Regions from separate parts of the Mus musculus genome. Here regions 1, 2, 3, 5 and 6 are each linked to region 4. A link is a contact called in public Hi-C, HiChIP or PLAC-seq and promoter capture Hi-C data. All regions are on one chromosome and are shown on one strand. The core of a region is the stretch at or near the end of the contact, and the rest is flanking DNA. Distances in the headings are between cores, read along the strand shown. Region 1 overlaps Ica1 (islet cell autoantigen 1). Region 2 overlaps Ica1 (islet cell autoantigen 1). Region 3 overlaps Glcci1 (glucocorticoid induced transcript 1). Region 4 holds the start of Rpa3 (replication protein A3). Region 5 overlaps Ica1 (islet cell autoantigen 1). Region 6 overlaps Ica1 (islet cell autoantigen 1).

Region 1 (2,727 bases), core at 112-2,611, 460 kb before region 4:
GAGTAGTAGCCATTGCCTTCCCATGCATTGTGTTCTCTGGCCTCTGTATCACAGACCCCATGAGCTGATTTTACTAGCACACTTAAGGAATCTTTGGATATTTTCCTGTGAAGGCATTTGTCAGTCTCGGTATCCTCTGAACACCCACACATGTCTCTGTTGAGCATTTAGCCCTCTCTTTTACCTTGTCCCACAAATGTCCTTTTGAGGTCAAACTTCTTTGAGAGCTTGGATTTCTTAGAGTCATTCCTTCAAGAGTAGGCTTTAATCTTGATACCAAAAGTCTGGAAAGGAGGTCAAAGACTTATAGTTAGAAAAATAGATGTCACCAAGGCATGCTACTGAGCCCCAGATCCTGTGCACGCTGGCTATGGCAGACCTAAGGCCAAACTTCTTCTGAAAGGTTTTCACTGTTTAAAGTCACAGGAGCCCCACAACAAACTGCCACTCGAGGATCAGCTGACTCTAGTCACCTTACTCTTCCACTGATGCTGAGTTTATCAGTCCCCTGAGAAACAGGTTGGATATGGAGAATCCTGGGTCTCACCTAAGGATTTTGACTCAAGAGGCTTAGGCAGGAACCCAGGGATTCCCTGAATGGCTCCATCCATTACACTTAGAAACAGTTTTCCCAGGAAAACATGATGAGACAGCTAATGGCTGATTTAACAAAAAAGTTATAGTCTGCTTAAAAGACCCAAAGTTTCTCTCTTACAACTTGTTTTTGTTAAGTAAATATGACTTACATGCAAAAAAAAAAAAAAAAAGTCAGTTAAACGACTTAACTTCCTAAGAGTAGGAGCCTATCACCAGTGTTCTGTTTAGTATTCATTGTTACGTTAGCCCCAGGACCTGGAAAGTTACGTACCCTATGCACTCAAATAGTATATGTTAATAGTATTAATCATGTTAAATGAAGTTTTCTTCTTTTAACTATTTTTCACCAACCCAGTGTTTACCACATTCGCTCAGAAAACTACAAGATGTAGAACAAAGCTGTGAGTCAGTTAATATCTAGACTCCTCAATAGCAGACAACTCCAGGAATTAGCTCAGGTACAAACTGGGCATTTCCCAGCATCAGTGAGGTGTGGAAATGTCCTGATGTGCAGATTGGAAGTGCCTGCTGAGCCGTTGTATGCATTTCTCCTCAGCTTCCTTCTACCTTAATGAGGTTTGCTGGCCAAAGCTGGCCAGTCCTCAGAGGACTGGACCTACGGAGACACAGCAGACTTCACCACCAAGCCTGAAGATATTTCTGTTGTCTGCTGCGAGCCAGCATGATTCATAAGGAATAGCATCCTAGCTTTGAGGCGATGTCTATACCAATTTGAGGAACAAGATGTTTACTTATCTGCGAAAGCATACGAGATGGTCTAAAATAGGAAGCCTCATCATGTATTCCCGGCATGGCATTTGCATGCCTGTGAGACTGCATAAGAACCAATGAAGTCAGAAATGAAGAAAGTTGGGAATATAGCTCTTTGATTTTGGTTTTTTGGTTTTGTTTTTTGTTTTTTGTTTTTTGTTTTTTTTATGTCTAAACAGTCTGAAAACAGGACAAACGAAACTTTGTTGTTGAATGTACCAGTAGAAATGCTAACAAAATTAGCAAACACATAAAGTTTTATTTCATGCCAACTACAGTTCTAAGTATTTTATATGAACAGTTCACTAACATTTCCCAAGGTGTGTGTGTGTGTGTGTGTGTGTGTGTGTGTGTGTGTGTGTGTTGGGGGAGGGGTGGCAACAACTACTCATTCTTCACAGAGGTGGTTCCCAGGCTGAGGGAGTTCACTTTCTCAATGAGACACTGTTCGGATATGGGTGGGCCAGGTGGGAATGGCTCTAACTTTACGAAGAACACGTGGTCACACACATTGCATTTTCTGGAACAAAAAACAGTTTATCTATAAGTGTGATGGGTCTTTCTAGACCCGTTGATTCATTTGGGTTAAGGAGCCTCTTTGTTTCAGTTTAAATGTTTAATCCACTCAACATTTGCCTTTGTCCTAGTAGCACTGGTTTCAGTGGTATCTTTGGGGTTGCTCTTTCAGAAATCTAGCATGCTGTCCTCCTAGGAGCACACGTCTAGAAGTCTTAGACCATGTCTTGGGAGTATGCAAGGGATATGGTGTCCTTGGGCCACTCTGTCCTCCAGGCCCCTTGCTTATTTCACTCAGGCATGGCTAGTCTGCACCTGGATGGTGGTTCCTGAAGCTCACGGGCTACAGTAATGTTAGTCTCTTTCTTCAACTTCCAGATACATCAGCTGCTTTCCTTGTTAAATCTCTGTAGCAACAACTTACATGGATTTCCTTTTGGCCACTGGACCAGGGTTACTCCCTGGCTAGTACCCTTAGCCGCCTCTATTTTCTCCATGGACATCTGAGATCCTTTGAATTTATTTATCTCCATTCTCTCAAAACTCAAGGAGCCAATAGGAAGCTGGCCTTTCTTTTTTCCTCACCCACTGAATGGTTTGGCTTCAATGCAGTTTATCCTTTTGGAGCAAAGCCAGAGTTGTTCAGTAAAACCTCATGAAATCTCAAGCAGGCAGTGGGTAGACCAGACCATTTTGGGCTTTTAGTTTTCATTCCAAACTTTTCTTATGTGGCACAAAGTTGGGCATTGTATCTTCTTGCCCAATTCCCTGAAGTCCCTAGGTCTAGGCAGAGGTGAATGGACTTTTCCATTTCCTTTACTTTATTAACCAATTACCACCACC
Region 2 (2,846 bases), core at 215-2,714, 480 kb before region 4:
AATGGAATCATATAGCCTATCTGAAAAAACTGACACACACTGTAGACCCTCAGTAACTGTGGCTTTCTTCTTTCCCAACTCACTTAAGAAAAAGTCCAAGCCTTAGTCTTGTTTCCACTAGAACAAACTGTAGGTTTTGATTGAGGTGTAATAAAGGTGGCCAGGTCAAGGATACCCAAGTCATGCCTATCCCATTCCACCCTCCACACAGGGCCCAAAATTCAGCAACAGAAGAGACGGAGTAGCCAGGAATGGAAACAGGAATGGCCACGCTGTGACTATCCTTCACTGACACGGGCTTGTTGCAACTTCAAATAAATACTGTCCAGGCCTGAGGCCGCCCAGCAACACAAATGGAGTGCTTCCCAATGGTCCAGTTCACTGAAAATGAAAGGATCAGAATGTGGGCAATCTCTGGTTGATCCCACCTTCACTCACATTTTGATTAGTATCTGTCTCCTGACAAGACATGTGCGTTTTAGACAGTGGTCTAAGTTCATGGGTTTATGATGCGTGCAGAATATCAGAATTTGGAACTGTTCTTTTCCTTTGTTTTATGATTATATCTATGCCCTCTTGTACAGGTTGGCCTTGAGAAACCCTTTGTGTCGATTTCACCAAGAAGTAGAAACTTTTAGACATCGGGCCATCTCTGATACCTGGCTGACAGTGAACCGCATGGAGCAGTACAGGACAGAATACAGAGGAGCGTTGTTGTGGATGAAGGATGTGTCTCAGGAACTTGATCCAGACCTCTACAAGCAAATGGAGAAGTTCAGGAAGGTAAGAAGTTTTTTGAGGGTTGTCAAAATGGCCACCTTGCTAGAAGGCAACCAAGTGTGATTTGAATCCCTCTGGTAAAACAGACATAACTCAAAAGCACCAAGGATACAATTAACCATTGCTGACATTTTTTTAAAAATGTGACAGAATAGCAATTAATGTGATATATAATTCTCTAAGGATAAGAGAGGAGACAGCTGGAAATTGCTGGGATTTTGTAGCTGGTTTTAATTGAAGTCAGATTTTCATATAATGTGCACTTTTTTTTATAAGGTTGTCACTTGTAGATGTCTCTTCATGCATAACTAAAAATCCAGAGCACATACATCTAGAAAGTGAAACTAGGCTGTTTAACAAGTCTTTCTAATTGATGATTCATGTTGAAACCAGCAAAACAATAACAGTTCTTTTATGACATATTCAGAGGCTCTGGGATATAGTTGTGTGGTTAGCTAGAATGGTATTGACTCTCCCTGCTATTGATCCCTTCAGAAATTTCTCTGAGCAACATTAGAGCAAAAGAAAATGAATATTCTGTTTAATTTTCCTGAGGAATAATAATCTTCGGTTCCTTAAAAAAGAAAAAAATAAGAAGAAAAATTACATTGTGTTAATGTAGCCAGTCGGAGCCTTTTGTCCACAGGAATCCAACCTACCACTGGGTGGCAGCCGTACACTGAACATGTGAACATGTGGCCTGATTCTGTAGTGGTTTGTACAATCTTGGTAGTTCTTTGTTTGGGCAACTGAGTGTGTTTTAGGGCATAAAAGAAAAAAAGGGGCCAAATGTTGGGCTTGGCATAATATTGTGTCAACTCCCTTAGTCACTTCAACTGATCCATTCATAATTAGAAATGTTGTTTAAAAGGCTTAGACTCCTTTTTAGGGACATCACTTTGGAACTATGAACCTGGAACCCTGGCTGGTATGTAGAAGGTTGAGCCGGGAGTCAAGGAACAGACCAAAAGAGCTTCTCTTGTTCAAGACAGTGGTCACTGCTTCTTGACCTAGGTACTAGAGCAACAGAAATTCCTCTGGAAGTTTTTCTTGGTTTGTAGTTCAGACTCCCTCCCTGTGAAGGGAACCAGCCTCATTTTCTCTCCTTTTTTTTTTTTTTTTTTTTTTTTAACATGTCAGCATAAGCCTTCTCTGAAAGGCAGGCTGGCTGCCCAGGCAGAGGTGAGACTGTGAAGTTTATCTCATCTTCGAAGAAGATGTAAATGGAACTCATTCATCCTTTGAAAGAGAAAAAAAATATCAGACGTCATGGTAGTAAACAAATCAAATGTTTTTGGTTCGGTAACTAGATGCTGGTGACCCCAGGCTGTTTTGCAAGTTTTCTGACTTCGTAATTAGGCCAGTCATTTATTTTGTCATTAGTATTTTATTTGGGGATTGAGGATAATGGGGGTGGAATTGGTATTAGGAAAAAGAAAGAATGAGAGAAAAAAAAAAAACTGACTCCAGAGCACATTGCTGATGACGTGCAGCCTTAATGTTTACCATAATCAACACACATTTTTTTTTCTTTTGTAGAAAGACCCATGGTAGGTAGCTAACCTGAGGTCGAACAAGGAAATGGAAGCCAGAATCTTTGAAAATAGATACAATTTCCCCACCAAGAGACAAAGGAAGTCAAACAGTATACCTAGAAGTGGCACAGGCAGTTTCATAGTAACACCTGCTTGCAAGCCCTTTGTTCAGTGCAGAGTTTCTGGGTCCCTCCAGTGTGCCAGGACAAGAAAACAGTTATTCTGGAAGGCCAAAGAATTTTGTGGGTGTTTGTGTTTATCTGGTTTTGTTTGGTGGGAGGTGGTTGCTAGCTGTTTAAGACTGAAACAGAAACCAAGTTCTTCGTCATTTGGTTTGAACATAGAAACATTTGCCATCGTTTAATGCCATCAATCTCCATCCTGGAAAATATGGGTAGGTTTGGTTTTTATTTTGAATCCTTTACTGCGAAGTAGTAGCTGAAGCTGTGCCTGCCCCCCCTAATCCTGTGTGTGCTGGATTCAATTTAATAGCTGGATGTGGTGAACTTGGACTTGGGGATAGAATATTTT
Region 3 (2,789 bases), core at 68-2,567, 270 kb before region 4:
CCATCAAGGCCAGGGAGGTTTTGGGTTTTGTTTTTTTGTTTGTTTGTTTTTTGTTTGATTTTTTTGGGGGGGGGAGGGGTTCGAGACAGGGTTTCTCTGTGTAGCCCTGGCTATCCTGGAACTCACTCTGTAGACCAGGCTGGCCTGGAACTCAGAAATCCGCCTGCCTCTGCCTCCCGAGTACTGGGATTAAAGGCATGTGCCACAACGTCCGGCTTGTTTTGGTTTTTAAAGGACAGGTAAAACACTGGTTCGTGTTTGCATACACAGAATTCATTACACGCCAACAATTCTACCAGTATTATACATAAAAGATTTCAGGAAGTAATGTCAAGAATTGAAAACAACTTGAAAATAAAGTAAATCCACTACTAGAAATATTTTAGAATAGCATCATCCTTTATTCCTCTAATTATAAAACTGGCCATTTCATCTTAATAATAGTCTACGAAAATTACTGATTGAACAGTTCTTGAATCAAGATTGGCAATTCCCAGTAGATAGAGTGGGGGTTCCAGTGTTTATTGACATCTAACTTTAAATTTTTAGCTTAAATAATGGGATAACCTTATATAATTCCAGTGCCCTGCAACCTGAGTGAAATAATCCAGATTTTAGTTTGGGAAACAACTTGTCATTAAAAATAAACATTAGAGTGGGGACAATTGGAATATAAACGTGAGCACCACCTCCAGATGTACTAGAGACTCATATCAATGTGGGAGGAAGATGAAACCACACCAACCTAATTACACAAAAAAGATGACTCAACTGTTTTTCTCTCTCCGCCTGCTTTTCTTAATTTTTCAGTGTAGCGATGAGATGGGACAACTGAACAAAATGTAAAACCACTCTGCAAACAGGGGGATCCTTGAGCTTCCCAGGTACTTCCGCAGATTGCTCTTATTTCTACGAGGCAGTCATTACTTAAGATATCTCTAAATGTTTTTAAAGATTATGTTTTCATTTTTAATCAGAGAGTAACTATATATGCTTTGGTTGGTGATACCTAATGACTTCCAAATAAATATATTCCATCACAGTCACATGATCAACTTGATGGGCTGTCTTGAAGCACTGACAATATGTTTGCCTATTTAACAAAGCAGACAAGAAAGAGTGAGTCTCCCAAGGAAAACTATCAGAGTAACTGCAAAGACAATTGCTGGTTAACCACCTTTGTTTAAGCTCTAAAGTAATGTTGGCTAATGCTAACTGCTACTATTTGAAAGCTGAGTGGGTTATCACAGTAACAGCCTAATGTGTGTCTTCCTGGCTGACAGGTGGACTCAGTATCATCACTCAGGGGCTCAGACTACCTTCATGTTTTAGTCACTATTCTAGACCTTCTCAGTCTTCTGCAAGAATCTATTTCAGCTGGCAGAGAAGGGAAGATCAAGTATAAGGAAGATCAAACTAACATTGAACAGGATAAAAGCATCATATGCCATTTAGCTTGTTTAGCTGTAAGGAGTAAGGCTACAAACTATACTCTACAAGTGGACTTATAGGAGGAAAAAAAAGAGGATTTAGCAAAAAAAAAAAAAAAAAAAAAAAAACCAGAAATGTTTACTACAGAAAGGTCTGAATTATCCCTAGGGACAGTTTGAATCAAGTTTCAAAGTCAGTCTCACTGGGCTATCATCATAATCTGCCACTGCAAACAGGATAATCTAAATTAGTCAACAATATGTTCTTAGTAGCTTTTTGAGGAGGTTATTTTCAAAAGTCTTATTCACCCCTACAAAAGACTGACTTTCACCGAGAATACCATAAATAAAATGTTCTCACAAAAAGACTTTAAAAAAAATGTTAGGATACATGTGTAATTTCTCAATGTGATCTCCTTACACAGGTTTAGAGAATAGTACAGGTTTACCAGAGATATGAGGTATGTCATTTCAACCAGTTTTAACTACACATGTATTTGTTTCACAACTAATAGGAAAAATACTTTGCTGAGCTGCATAAAACAAATTTTTTAAGCTAAATATTCTAAGTTTAATAGCAATTTATAAGACATGGTTTTAAACTACACTTTAATTTATTGTGCATATGTGCATATTTGCATCACATATGCAGGTTAGAAGACAACGTTCCAGAGTCCATTAACCCCTTCCACCATGTGCGTCCAGAGGACAGAACTCAGATCAGGCTCAGAGCAGACATCTTCGCCTGCTGAGCCACATCACAGGCTCCATAGAAGGTCTTTGATAAACTAAAACCTCTTGGTAAGCAAGGACCCCAGCGCTAGTGTCTGCTCTAGGTTATAGAATTGGGAACCTTTTGAAGACTAGTGTATTTTCAAATGCCGAGTATCATCAATCTCACTCAAAGATCAGCACCTTCTATCCAAAACGAACTATACTCATCATTCTCTTCGACTTTTAAAAGAACACTGATTCTCTTAGCAGTGTTTGTTCTAATCTGTGGAGCACACGGGAAATAATATAAAATTTCAAACAAGTTGATAAACATTAAAACATTTGAATAGAGGAAGATAGTTGGTGGGTAGGGACATCCAAAAGTGACTACTCTCACGAAACTGACACTTTTTTGTAAGACCACAAGTGCTTAAATAGCTGCAACAAAACAAAAAGATATGTGGTTAGTGCTTCAAAAGATAAAGATAATAACAATTACCTCCACCTGAAAAAGGTGGGGATATTTGAAGGCTACTTGAAAAGATTTCAGGAGTTTTCGGCAAAAATGCATGTATGTTAGAGAAAGAGACATTCCTAACAGGGACCATGAATTCAAAGCAAAGAGTGACAAACGAACATTTACTT
Region 4 (2,755 bases), core at 163-2,662:
ATTTTAAACTTGTTTTAATCACAACAGAATTAAGACACACATATTAAATGTCACATGAACACTAAGGAGAGCTAACAATCGTTTAAATAGGGGAGATTGGATTTCACTCTTAAATAGATGGAACCAGATCTTTGTATTTTATTACTTAAGGCAGCAACAGCAGGCTACATTGGAACTGAATTATTGGAACTGAGTTATTAGCCCTGAATTTGAAGGTTAATAAGTCTTTGGCTTTAGAAAAATCCAGACACTGTTCCACATAATTATGAGACGCAATTAAAATTATGTTTTAATTTCTGCAACCTCTTTTGAAGGTATTTTTATGTGCGTTCATTTTGAAATTTCTCAGTACCAATCCCTTGCTGGTGAAATTACTAAAATCAACAGCCACCAGCATCCAGTCATTTTCTGAACCAGAAACACATCCGACAATTTTCTTCAAATCTTGGAATAAACTGTCTTTCAGACAGCCAGCTCTGAGTACTTCGGGGAACTAGATATAGTATTACAACCCAAAATTAGAGTTATCTAGCACCTTACAAAGCAGTCAACCCCTCATTTGCAGAAAGAGAAAATGTGACGCCAGTGGAGGAGCACTAGCTTGGGTCCAACAGCTGGTGAAGCCTGTCATCTCTAGTCCTTCCCGGGGGTCCTCCTCTACCGGAGCCCCAATGCACGCCAGCACCCAGGAGGTGAGGAAATGGACACCTCCACACCGCCAAGGCTAGCAAAAGGTCCAAGGTAAAGAGAGGGGCAGCACCTCTTGCTGCCAGTGGGTAAAGCAGGCAGGTCCGTTACACAACGTCTCCTAGCAACAACCTCCTGAGGGAGGGGTAAAGACTGACGATGGTTCTCTACAGGTAGAACTGGCTCAAAAATAAAAACCCCAAACCCCAGGTTAGGCACGCACCCGCGCCACCCGCGCAAAAGCTGGCAACTGTCAGTGCCCGCACCGCGGCATTCCGGGACCAGGAGCCCGACTCCGCCCACCACCCCGACGGTTCAGCCCTCGGGAGGAGAGAGGCGCGGAGATCCAGACACCTCCCGCAAGAAAGCTACCTGAGACTCCGCCGCAGCCCGCAGCTCGCCACCCACCACGGTCCTTCAGCTTACTTCCGGGGTCAAGTCGACGTTCGGCCGCTCCAGATCCCGGGTCCCAGGCCTCAGCCCCCGCCCCTCTAAGTCCCGCCTCCACTGCCCGCCGGGTTTCGGCCCCAGTGACTTCCGGAACGCCGCGCGTCACTAGGCAGTCTACCAGTACTTCCGGAAGCCTTGAGCCCCTCCGCCAGCCCGGTGCGAGCGAACCAGATGCTCCCGTGGATTTGATTGGTGGGTCTGGAGCGTACGTCTCCTCTGATTGGTGTTCGGGAAATCTGCCCGGGTTGGCGCGGCCGCCCGCTGGGCGTCAATCATTTTCTGCTTTCCTGCGGGTTGCGAGTGTTGGCGGCAGAATCATGGAGGACATAATGCAGCTCCCCAAAGCGCGCGTCAACGCCAGCATGTTACCACAGTATATCGACCGGCCCGTGTGCTTCGTGGGGAAGCTGGAAAAGGTGCATGCGGGTTCGGGCGAGAGGACGGGACCACGGCCACTCGGGAAGGACTGCGGGGTCGGGAGCTGAGGCTGGGAGCAGGTCACCTTTAAGCAGCATTGCCCTCCAGCTTGCTGTAGTTTTCACAAGAAGAGCTTGTGGAAACTGCTAAGCCATTGCAGCAACATTTTGGTGCCGCTTCTTTTATGTCCCCAAAACTGTTTGGAATGACCTTTTAGATCCAAGCGCTCCGCGCCCCCTTTCTTTATTTACCAGGAAGGTATTTACAAACCTGGCTCCTCTGTCTGTTGTTCGAGTTTTTGTTTTAGCCAGACTTAGCTTCTTGCTTCCCTGTCTTTTGCAGCCGTCTCTATTTATGGGCCTAGTTTTTCTACTTTGCAGTCGTCTCCCTATGAAACATTTCTTGATAGCCCCTCCCATATTCTATAGATACCTTGTATCTAGCCCAGTCTTAGATTGCAGCCTCGTCCTTCCTATAGGTAAAAATTAAGCCCAAAGGCCCAGAAATTGAGAGTGCCGAGGGAAAGAAAATCCTCTGTAAGGACTTACCTGCTAGGTCATTTCATTCACACATTTTCTAAGGGAAAAGAATTTCTAACTAAACAGGTAGGCTGACTGAGCTGCTCAAACCTCACATCGAGTGGCAGAGCTCAGTTTCAAGGGAAGTCTTCCTCAGATCTGGCAACCAGTTCTTTTAGATCATCGTTCTTAATTTTAAAAGAAAGTATTCTGAGCCGGGCGGTGGTGGCGCACGCCTTTAATCCCAGCACTCGGGAGGCAGAGGCAGGTGAATTTCTGAGTTCGAGCCCAGCCTGGTCTACAGAGTGAGTTCCAGGACAGCCAGGGCTATACTGAGAAACCCTGTCTCGAAAACAAACAAACAAACAACCCCTCAAAAAGAAGGTATTCTGTGAGATGTACTAAATCAAGAATGTTGGCAGAATTTCATTAGACAGTGAAAGCCTCGTTTAGTTTTAGTGTACCAAGTGTCTTTTGCAAATAAAAGAAACCACACAAAACACTAAGCAAATATTTGTTGTTTATTAGAAATTCAAAATTAACTGGGCTTACAATCATCTGATCAGGTAATAAGATTATAACTTGAACCAAATAAACTGTCCAAAACCCCTATTACTTTATATTCAACCAAATGAAACTTCAGGGAATCTTTTAAATATTCATTTCTGTAGATTCTGTTTTCT
Region 5 (2,851 bases), core at 334-2,833, 430 kb before region 4:
AATACATCAGTGGCTTTTGATATTTCATTAATCACCCAATACTACTGATAACATTGTTATTATTGTCATTGTTGATAATATTGTTATTGTTGCTCACACAAGGGTAAACAGAATAAATCTTTGGATAGTTGTCCAGTTTTTTATGGTTTACTCATGGAACTCTAACCCACTTCCAATGTTCTGTCTAGAATCTTAAGTCATGTGATTGCCTCTCAACCCTATTGTTGTGTTCATTGAGCAGCTCCAAGAAGACCACACCAGCCAGACAGTTCCATGTGAGGTTTATTGTAGGAGAGAAGGGCAAAGATGGCAGTGAAAAGAGGGAGGGGGCAGAGAGAGAGAGATCAGAGGGCTCTCCCTTTTATATGGATAGTAATGTAGCCTCAGGTAAAGGTTGGACGGAACCAAGTGGATTCTGGGAATATGGTGGCTGTTGCCTTGGCAACAGGTGTGTGGCTTGTGCTGTCACCTAGGTGTGATGTCACTAGGTTCAGAGCCACTCTCGATACCAACACTTATCCCCACATTGTTAGGATAGACTAAGCTTGATTATGGTACAAAGAGATACCCAAAATAGTTGAAGGATAGTGTCTAGGTTAGAAGGGTATCTTTCCATCAAAAAATCAAGGCACCTAGGCAAACAACAGCTTTGTAGTCCTGGACACTCACCTTCCATTGTTGGCCGGATATGACATCCCTATCTTTAGGCAAGGGAAAGAACACAAATCTTATGGGCCCCACCTGAAAATGATACTTGCTATCAGGGCCTATTCTGCCAGAGAAACTTTGTCTGGTGGATACACTTATTTTTGAGAGAGTCTAAGAAGATACAGAAGAGAGATTGGGTTTCAGAGAACAGTTAACTAACTCAGCCACAGGAGAACTTTCTTATCCTAGTGAGAGGCTGGTGTTGTCGGGCCTGTATGGTTCAAGAAGTGATTGATGGTCAAGGCACTGTGGATATAACCCAATTGTTCCAGGGCTGTTGATCTAGACCAAACTGGACTGTAACCATTTCCAGCAGGATGTAGCCCTCTCTCTTATTCCTAAGAGGAGATACTCTATAGAGAACAAAGCTGCCCCAGAGCGGAAGCATGTTCTGCAGAGGAGCTGACCATCATGTATTGGATGGCTTGTCTGTAAGCGTGGCAGTTACTAGTACTAATGGGCCATCAACAAACACAGCAGCAGTACACCATAATATAAAGTGCAGACAGGTTTAGTGTGTTCCATTCCTGGAACCCACAGAAAGGTAGACAAGAATAGACTCTACAGACCTGTCCTCTGACTTCTACATGCACACGTTTCACACACACACACACACACACACACACACACACACACACACACACACATCACTCACACTAATTGTTAAAAATCTGTTAAAAATCGCAGCAGAACAGTGGGATAAAAGGGAAGTGTTGGCCTCTTCTGTCTTCTGATTGTATGCTTCTTAGATTAGAGAGAAATTGATAAAGTTAGAACTGCGCCTTCAGTCATGTGACCCGAGTGAGTACTTCCACCAGTGATTTGAAAGAGGAAGTGAATCCAGTCAGTTAAGTTTTCTGATGACAGAATTAGTTTCTTAAGTTAAAAACTAAGAAGGGGGGAACTCACCAGCCTAGTAAACATTAAGGGCGTGAGGATGTGAGAACTAGCTTCATCTCTCAGAATCGGAGCTGCCTAGTCTGAGCTCTACGGGTTGGCATAATTCATTTGTGTCTGCTTTGGCTCCTTGTACCTCTGATCCTGTATCTGAGGATGCAATTCCACAGTGAGTGACAGTTGGGGTTCTCAAACAAGAAGCCAGATTCCCAAACTTTGAAGGCATTAGAATGTTAACAGTCAGTTAACAAAATGGCAAGGGAAAGTTGTCCCCAAAGCCCCATCACCATCATTTGGATCTGAGATCTGGCAAAACTAAGAGGTTTTCGGTGATGTAGTGAAACCAACTTAGATTTTTCCATCCCGACTCCACCCACTGTCAGTTGAGTACACTTGGGCACGTTGCCTAATTCATTTAACACCCAGTTTCCTTCTTCCCGACTGAAATAGTAACAAAGGCATGTTACAGGGGTGTTCTGCTATTCCGCTGGGAGCCTGTATATGTGGATCAGTGATGGCGAAGAGCAGCATCGTCAGAGAAAACCATGCATGCAGTACTCTGCACTGGGAAAGCTTGGGTGGATGGGAGAGCCAGTCACTGGTTCCAGGGACCTCCCTTTGTTCATTGGTGTCTCGAATGCCTGCAAACTGCAATGCACACCGCCTTCCCTTTATAAAATTAAAGATTGTAACCTCTGCTCCCTTGAAGTGTATAATGCAGACGTGAGCCTACACAGGTCTTTTCTTCTCTTTTCTACTGTGAGGAAAGCGCAGTATGAAATGGCTGTAAAATGGTGCACTCCAAGCTGACTCTTCAACCTACAACCTCCCTTTGACCTTTGGTTCCTAATCAAAACACCCCAGAACCCTGAACTTTGGAAAGCAGAGTAGAGAAGAAATCTGGTGGAGTTGTTTTTTGTTTGTTTATATTCTTTCCTTTTTTCTATGTACACTAGAAAATGTGCCTAAGTGTAAGTCACATGACATACTTTACAAATCCCTGGGTGAGCTGAATCTCTGGGGCTTTCTGGTAGTCCAGGTGGACACAAAACATTTGTCTAGTGTGAGTGGTGTTCATGTGTGTGGAGATGCTGGCTACTTATTGTCCTATAAATGGCACGTAGCTAGAAACCTGCCCTTGTCATGGCGCATTCATTATTGCCGAGGTGTTAAAGGTCTTACGTGGCTAGGCAGACATGAAATCAGTAGCGATTACATCCTTGTGTCTGAAGTGTTGATAACCATC
Region 6 (3,013 bases), core at 187-2,686, 490 kb before region 4:
GGGTTGTGTTTTCAAGCACTAAGTTGGAATGCATGAAATATCGTAAATTTAAGTAAGCGTTTGTTGAAATACCAAGCACAATCAAAGATTTACTCATTACATTTCAGAAACCACAGTTGAACACTCAAGCCAGGCAAATGTTTAGTTAACAGCAAACAAAATGACCTGTAAGGTAGATTCTAGAAATACTGGTACTAAGCCATGGAAAATTCTAGAATGAATTAACTAAGCAGATATTTAGTTAATCTGTGTAGCAAGTGTTTTAATATCAGGTTGATTACTGGGTTAGTATGATGAATAAAAGGCCTGCTGCATTATTGTCTTGCTGAGCATTTTTGCTTTTAGTTCTCATTACAACTTGAAAGCAAACATCAGTTCTGTGAGTGACAGGGCACTGGGAATAATAGTGTGGTCAATGGACGATAGTCTATAGGGTCTCTAAGTTTACTATGGCAGCTAAAGTTAATGAGCTGAACATTAATGAGGCTGCGATTAAAAGCTCAAAATTTCCAAGCCTTCTCAAGAGTCTTGAAACCTTAGCAAAGGGCTCAAAGCACATACAGGGTAGCTGTCAGTTATACAGGATGGCCTTTTGTGTCTATGAATCTGAGGGCAGAGGCAGATCCAGAGAAAGCTGCAAAGCTTTGTTAGGAGAGATGGGCTGGCCTTGAGACCGTAGATGCCCTGCCCTGCACAATGGGATCTGAGCTACTGTTGCCTTTGTAACAAGAATCCTTAAGTGTTCCAGCTACTATGGGGGTTAAATTAGATATGATTCCAGTAATGCATAGAATTGACTGAGTGTTTGTCATGTCTTGACAGCCTAGTACCAGAATGTTCCTGATAGACCTGACCTCTGCCTCCTTCCCCTGGGTTCTCCTCTCCTCCCCTCTCCTCTCCCCTCCCCTCCCCTCCCCTGCCCTCCCCTCCCTTTTCTCTTCCCTCTTCTTTTCCCTTTTCTCTTTTCTCCCATTCTTACACTACTCACACCACATTACAGACACTAAGGTCTTTTCTCAGATCTCTCGGTATAACCAGCTAGTTCAGGCTTGTCAAAGCCATTTCCTTGCTCTGCCTGGACACTTTGCCCTGTATCTTTCCTTGACTGACTTGATCTCATAGTTCTCACATCCTAAAGGTGAAAGTCCCTGGCTGTCTACCCACAGACTGGCTGCTCACTGCCACATGGCCTGGCTTCCTTTCGTATAGCGTACTTATTTCTGCAACAGAAACCCCTCTGGTGGGTAATGCACTATGAGATGGGGCTAAATCCTCTCATGCGCAGTCCTTGGAAAAAGTCTCAGGTGTGAGTTTGTTTGCCTGCCTCCTTGCCACAAAGAGGTCAAATTCCAAGTTAGCTCTTACTCACCACTGTGCTCCCAGCCTGTCCCAGGCGCAGTTTCAAACTGAATGACTGTGTAAATACTCACTCTATGTATGTTAGTACAGACAGTCTCAGTTCTCGACCATTTCTCTCTGCCACTGGAAATTGTGAAACAGAAGCCATGGGGTTGCTGCTTCTGAAGAGGTTCACCTTAGAACAGGGTAGAAAGAGGAAATGTCTTTTCTGATATTTGTATTGTAAATACAGTTTAAGCCATTCGAAGCTGAAGCTGTTTGTTTGTTTTTTGTAAACAATCTAGTAAATACAAACATTTATCCAAAAAGTAATTAAAGCTTGGCATAATGGTAGTCCTGTAATCCCAGGAGGTTGAAGCAGGAGGATTACCCATTTGGGCTTCACAGCAAGAACCTGTCTTAAAGACATAGTCATTTAATATTTAATTTAATTTACTACTCTCTTAAACATCTGGAGGTCCTTGCGGCAGCACTTTTATTGATGCAAGTATGCTTTCATCTAAGTATCCGCTGTCATAGGCTATGCATCCAGCAGATCTGGACTTAGTGTTTTGTCTACCCAAGGGATTTCTGTTGCAAAAACATTAATATAGGTACAGATGCGTAGAGAGAGTGGGTTGACCAGTTAGAACATGAGAATTATATGCAAGCTGTCATGGAGTGCTCTTACACTGGATGGCCTGTAGAAGGCTAATTTACTCTGCTGGCCCAGAAACGAAGTGCCCATACAAAGCTTTATTAGGGACTGTGGAAATGTCTGGTGCATAAACACATGGACCTGAGGTTAGATCTCCAGCACTCATGTGAGTAGAAATTCTTGTTGTACAAGCCTGACAACACTAGTGTGATCCCCAGAACCCACTACACTAGGGAGAACTGACTCCTCAAGTTCTCTTCTGACCTCCACCTGCACAGTATGTTACACCATATACACACACACACATACACACACACACACACACACACACACACACACACACACCATACATACATACATACATACATACATACATACATACATACATATACACACACAATAGTATTGACAAATCAAATCAAATTTTAAAATAGGGTGATTTACCACAAAGGAAGTTATACAACATTGACCTCTACCCTCCTTATATATAAATACAAGACATTGAGAAGTTAATATATAAATATTATGTTCAAGTTTAGTTTTTTAATAGCTTCCAGGACTCAGTGGACTATTTCAAAGATGGAAATGTTTGCTTTGAATATAAGTGCCTGAACTCACAGAATGAAACATCCCAAAGCTGCATTTTATTGCACCTCACCAATACCTTGATTTTTAAGAGGTCAGTAGTAAGAATGGGCCACATCATTACTCTTGGGTTCAAAAGTTAGAATTAGAACATCTCTGTTCTTACCCAGATGGCGTGTGGCCCAGAACACTGCTTTCAGGTGTTGGCAAAGAAACAAGCTGGTGTTTTCTGGTTTTTAAATTTCTTTTAATGGGGAAACACTTTTTTTTAACCTATACAAGTTGAGGGTGTAATTTAATAAATAAGTAAATTTGTTTCTTCATCAATTTGGTCATATGTATTATGAAAGGTTCACCTGTTTTCACTCAAATACTGAAGCACTTTATGATACCAAGGCATATTTTTATGTTAGAACAGCCAAAAAACTACAG

Evidence for each region. Promoter capture Hi-C pulls out the DNA fragments that hold promoters and counts their contacts. Hi-C and Micro-C count contacts between places; a contact is called where the count stands out from the background. HiChIP or PLAC-seq counts read pairs in DNA pulled down with a chosen protein or histone mark.
Region 1: a Hi-C map of cortical neurons shows a contact between it and region 4, with 2.8 times the contacts expected there. The contact joins the enhancer-like site here to the promoter of Rpa3 in region 4. A contact is called at or near these places in 3 of 39 promoter capture datasets (the 3T3-L1 cell line, cranial neural crest and maxillary cranial neural crest), 2 of 484 Hi-C or Micro-C datasets (bone marrow-derived macrophages and cortical neurons), 22 of 115 datasets of contacts at active chromatin or transcription factors (the 230-238 cell line, the SCID.adh cell line, bone marrow-derived macrophages and 15 more) and 1 of 9 other capture datasets (liver).
Region 2: a contact with region 4 is called in a Hi-C map of B cells, with 48 read pairs. The contact joins the enhancer-like site here to the promoter of Rpa3 in region 4. A contact is called at or near these places in 12 of 39 promoter capture datasets (the 3T3-L1 cell line, 3T3-L1-derived adipocytes, the C10 cell line and 9 more), 4 of 15 datasets of contacts at CTCF or cohesin (the NIH/3T3 cell line, large pre-B cells, pro-B cells and 1 more), 25 of 484 Hi-C or Micro-C datasets (B cells, the C2C12 cell line, CD4 T cells and 19 more), 37 of 115 datasets of contacts at active chromatin or transcription factors (the 230-238 cell line, the HPC-7 cell line, the SCID.adh cell line and 25 more) and 3 of 9 other capture datasets (adipose tissue, liver and pancreatic islet).
Region 3: an H3K4me3 HiChIP or PLAC-seq map of the SCID.adh cell line shows a contact between it and region 4, with 5 times the contacts expected there. The contact joins the enhancer-like site here to the promoter of Rpa3 in region 4. A contact is called at or near these places in 5 of 39 promoter capture datasets (hematopoietic stem and progenitor cells, hippocampal neurons, liver and 2 more), 27 of 484 Hi-C or Micro-C datasets (the AtT-20 cell line, the C2C12 cell line, CD4 T cells and 20 more), 12 of 115 datasets of contacts at active chromatin or transcription factors (the 230-238 cell line, the SCID.adh cell line, bone marrow-derived macrophages and 8 more) and 4 of 9 other capture datasets (adipose tissue, liver, macrophages and 1 more).
Region 5: a Hi-C map of B cells shows a contact between it and region 4, with 31 read pairs. The contact joins the enhancer-like site here to the promoter of Rpa3 in region 4. A contact is called at or near these places in 4 of 39 promoter capture datasets (the C10 cell line, the HPC-7 cell line, hippocampal neurons and 1 more), 1 of 15 datasets of contacts at CTCF or cohesin (the NIH/3T3 cell line), 3 of 484 Hi-C or Micro-C datasets (B cells, bone marrow-derived macrophages and pro-B cells), 15 of 115 datasets of contacts at active chromatin or transcription factors (the 230-238 cell line, astrocytes, bone marrow-derived macrophages and 10 more) and 3 of 9 other capture datasets (adipose tissue, liver and pancreatic islet).
Region 6: a promoter capture Hi-C map of HPC-7-derived erythroid cells shows a contact between it and region 4, with 8 times the contacts expected there. The contact joins the enhancer-like site here to the promoter of Rpa3 in region 4. A contact is called at or near these places in 12 of 39 promoter capture datasets (the 3T3-L1 cell line, the HPC-7 cell line, HPC-7-derived erythroid cells and 8 more), 3 of 484 Hi-C or Micro-C datasets (bone marrow-derived macrophages, nephron progenitors and olfactory sensory neurons), 23 of 115 datasets of contacts at active chromatin or transcription factors (the 230-238 cell line, bone marrow-derived macrophages, craniofacial prominence and 13 more) and 3 of 9 other capture datasets (liver, macrophages and pancreatic islet).

Annotation. Positions count from the first base shown.
Region 1 is chr6:8,716,750-8,719,476 of GRCm38.p6, reverse strand. All of the region lies in intron 6 of Ica1 (islet cell autoantigen 1), which reads left to right. Among named protein-coding and RNA genes, the nearest start is that of Ica1, 60 kb to the left of the region's middle. Within about 2 kb of position 1,361, at least 11 of the 459 cell types and tissues checked have an H3K27ac peak or open chromatin away from gene starts, as enhancers often do. A contact at or near this core is called in cortical neurons, where this site is marked.
Region 2 is chr6:8,734,954-8,737,799 of GRCm38.p6, reverse strand. Ica1 (islet cell autoantigen 1) reads left to right here. Exons shown (of 14, transcript NM_010492.3): 6 at 585-783. Among named protein-coding and RNA genes, the nearest start is that of Ica1, 42 kb to the left of the region's middle. Within about 2 kb of position 1,464, at least 57 of the 459 cell types and tissues checked have an H3K27ac peak or open chromatin away from gene starts, as enhancers often do. A contact at or near this core is called in B cells, the G1E-ER4 cell line, the SCID.adh cell line and 10 more, where this site is marked.
Region 3 is chr6:8,522,914-8,525,702 of GRCm38.p6, reverse strand. All of the region lies in intron 1 of Glcci1 (glucocorticoid induced transcript 1), which reads right to left. Among named protein-coding and RNA genes, the nearest start is that of Glcci1, 15 kb to the right of the region's middle. Within about 2 kb of position 1,317, at least 3 of the 459 cell types and tissues checked have an H3K27ac peak or open chromatin away from gene starts, as enhancers often do. A contact at or near this core is called in the SCID.adh cell line and group 2 innate lymphoid cells, where this site is marked.
Region 4 is chr6:8,257,798-8,260,552 of GRCm38.p6, reverse strand. It overlaps Rpa3 (replication protein A3), which reads left to right and starts at 1,412. Exons shown (of 4, transcript NM_026632.4): 1 at 1,412-1,553. The coding sequence starts at 1,455. Umad1 (UMAP1-MVP12 associated (UMA) domain containing 1) reads right to left here and starts at 1,265. Exons shown (of 4, transcript NM_001302354.1): 1 at 1,060-1,265.
Region 5 is chr6:8,686,078-8,688,928 of GRCm38.p6, reverse strand. All of the region lies in intron 6 of Ica1 (islet cell autoantigen 1), which reads left to right. Among named protein-coding and RNA genes, the nearest start is that of Gm35621, 64 kb to the right of the region's middle. Within about 2 kb of position 1,583, at least 64 of the 459 cell types and tissues checked have an H3K27ac peak or open chromatin away from gene starts, as enhancers often do. A contact at or near this core is called in B cells, adipose tissue, bone marrow-derived macrophages and 2 more, where this site is marked.
Region 6 is chr6:8,751,449-8,754,461 of GRCm38.p6, reverse strand. The region is part of intron 3 of Ica1 (islet cell autoantigen 1); the gene reads left to right. Among named protein-coding and RNA genes, the nearest start is that of Ica1, 26 kb to the left of the region's middle. Within about 2 kb of position 1,436, at least 46 of the 459 cell types and tissues checked have an H3K27ac peak or open chromatin away from gene starts, as enhancers often do. A contact at or near this core is called in pancreatic islet, where this site is marked.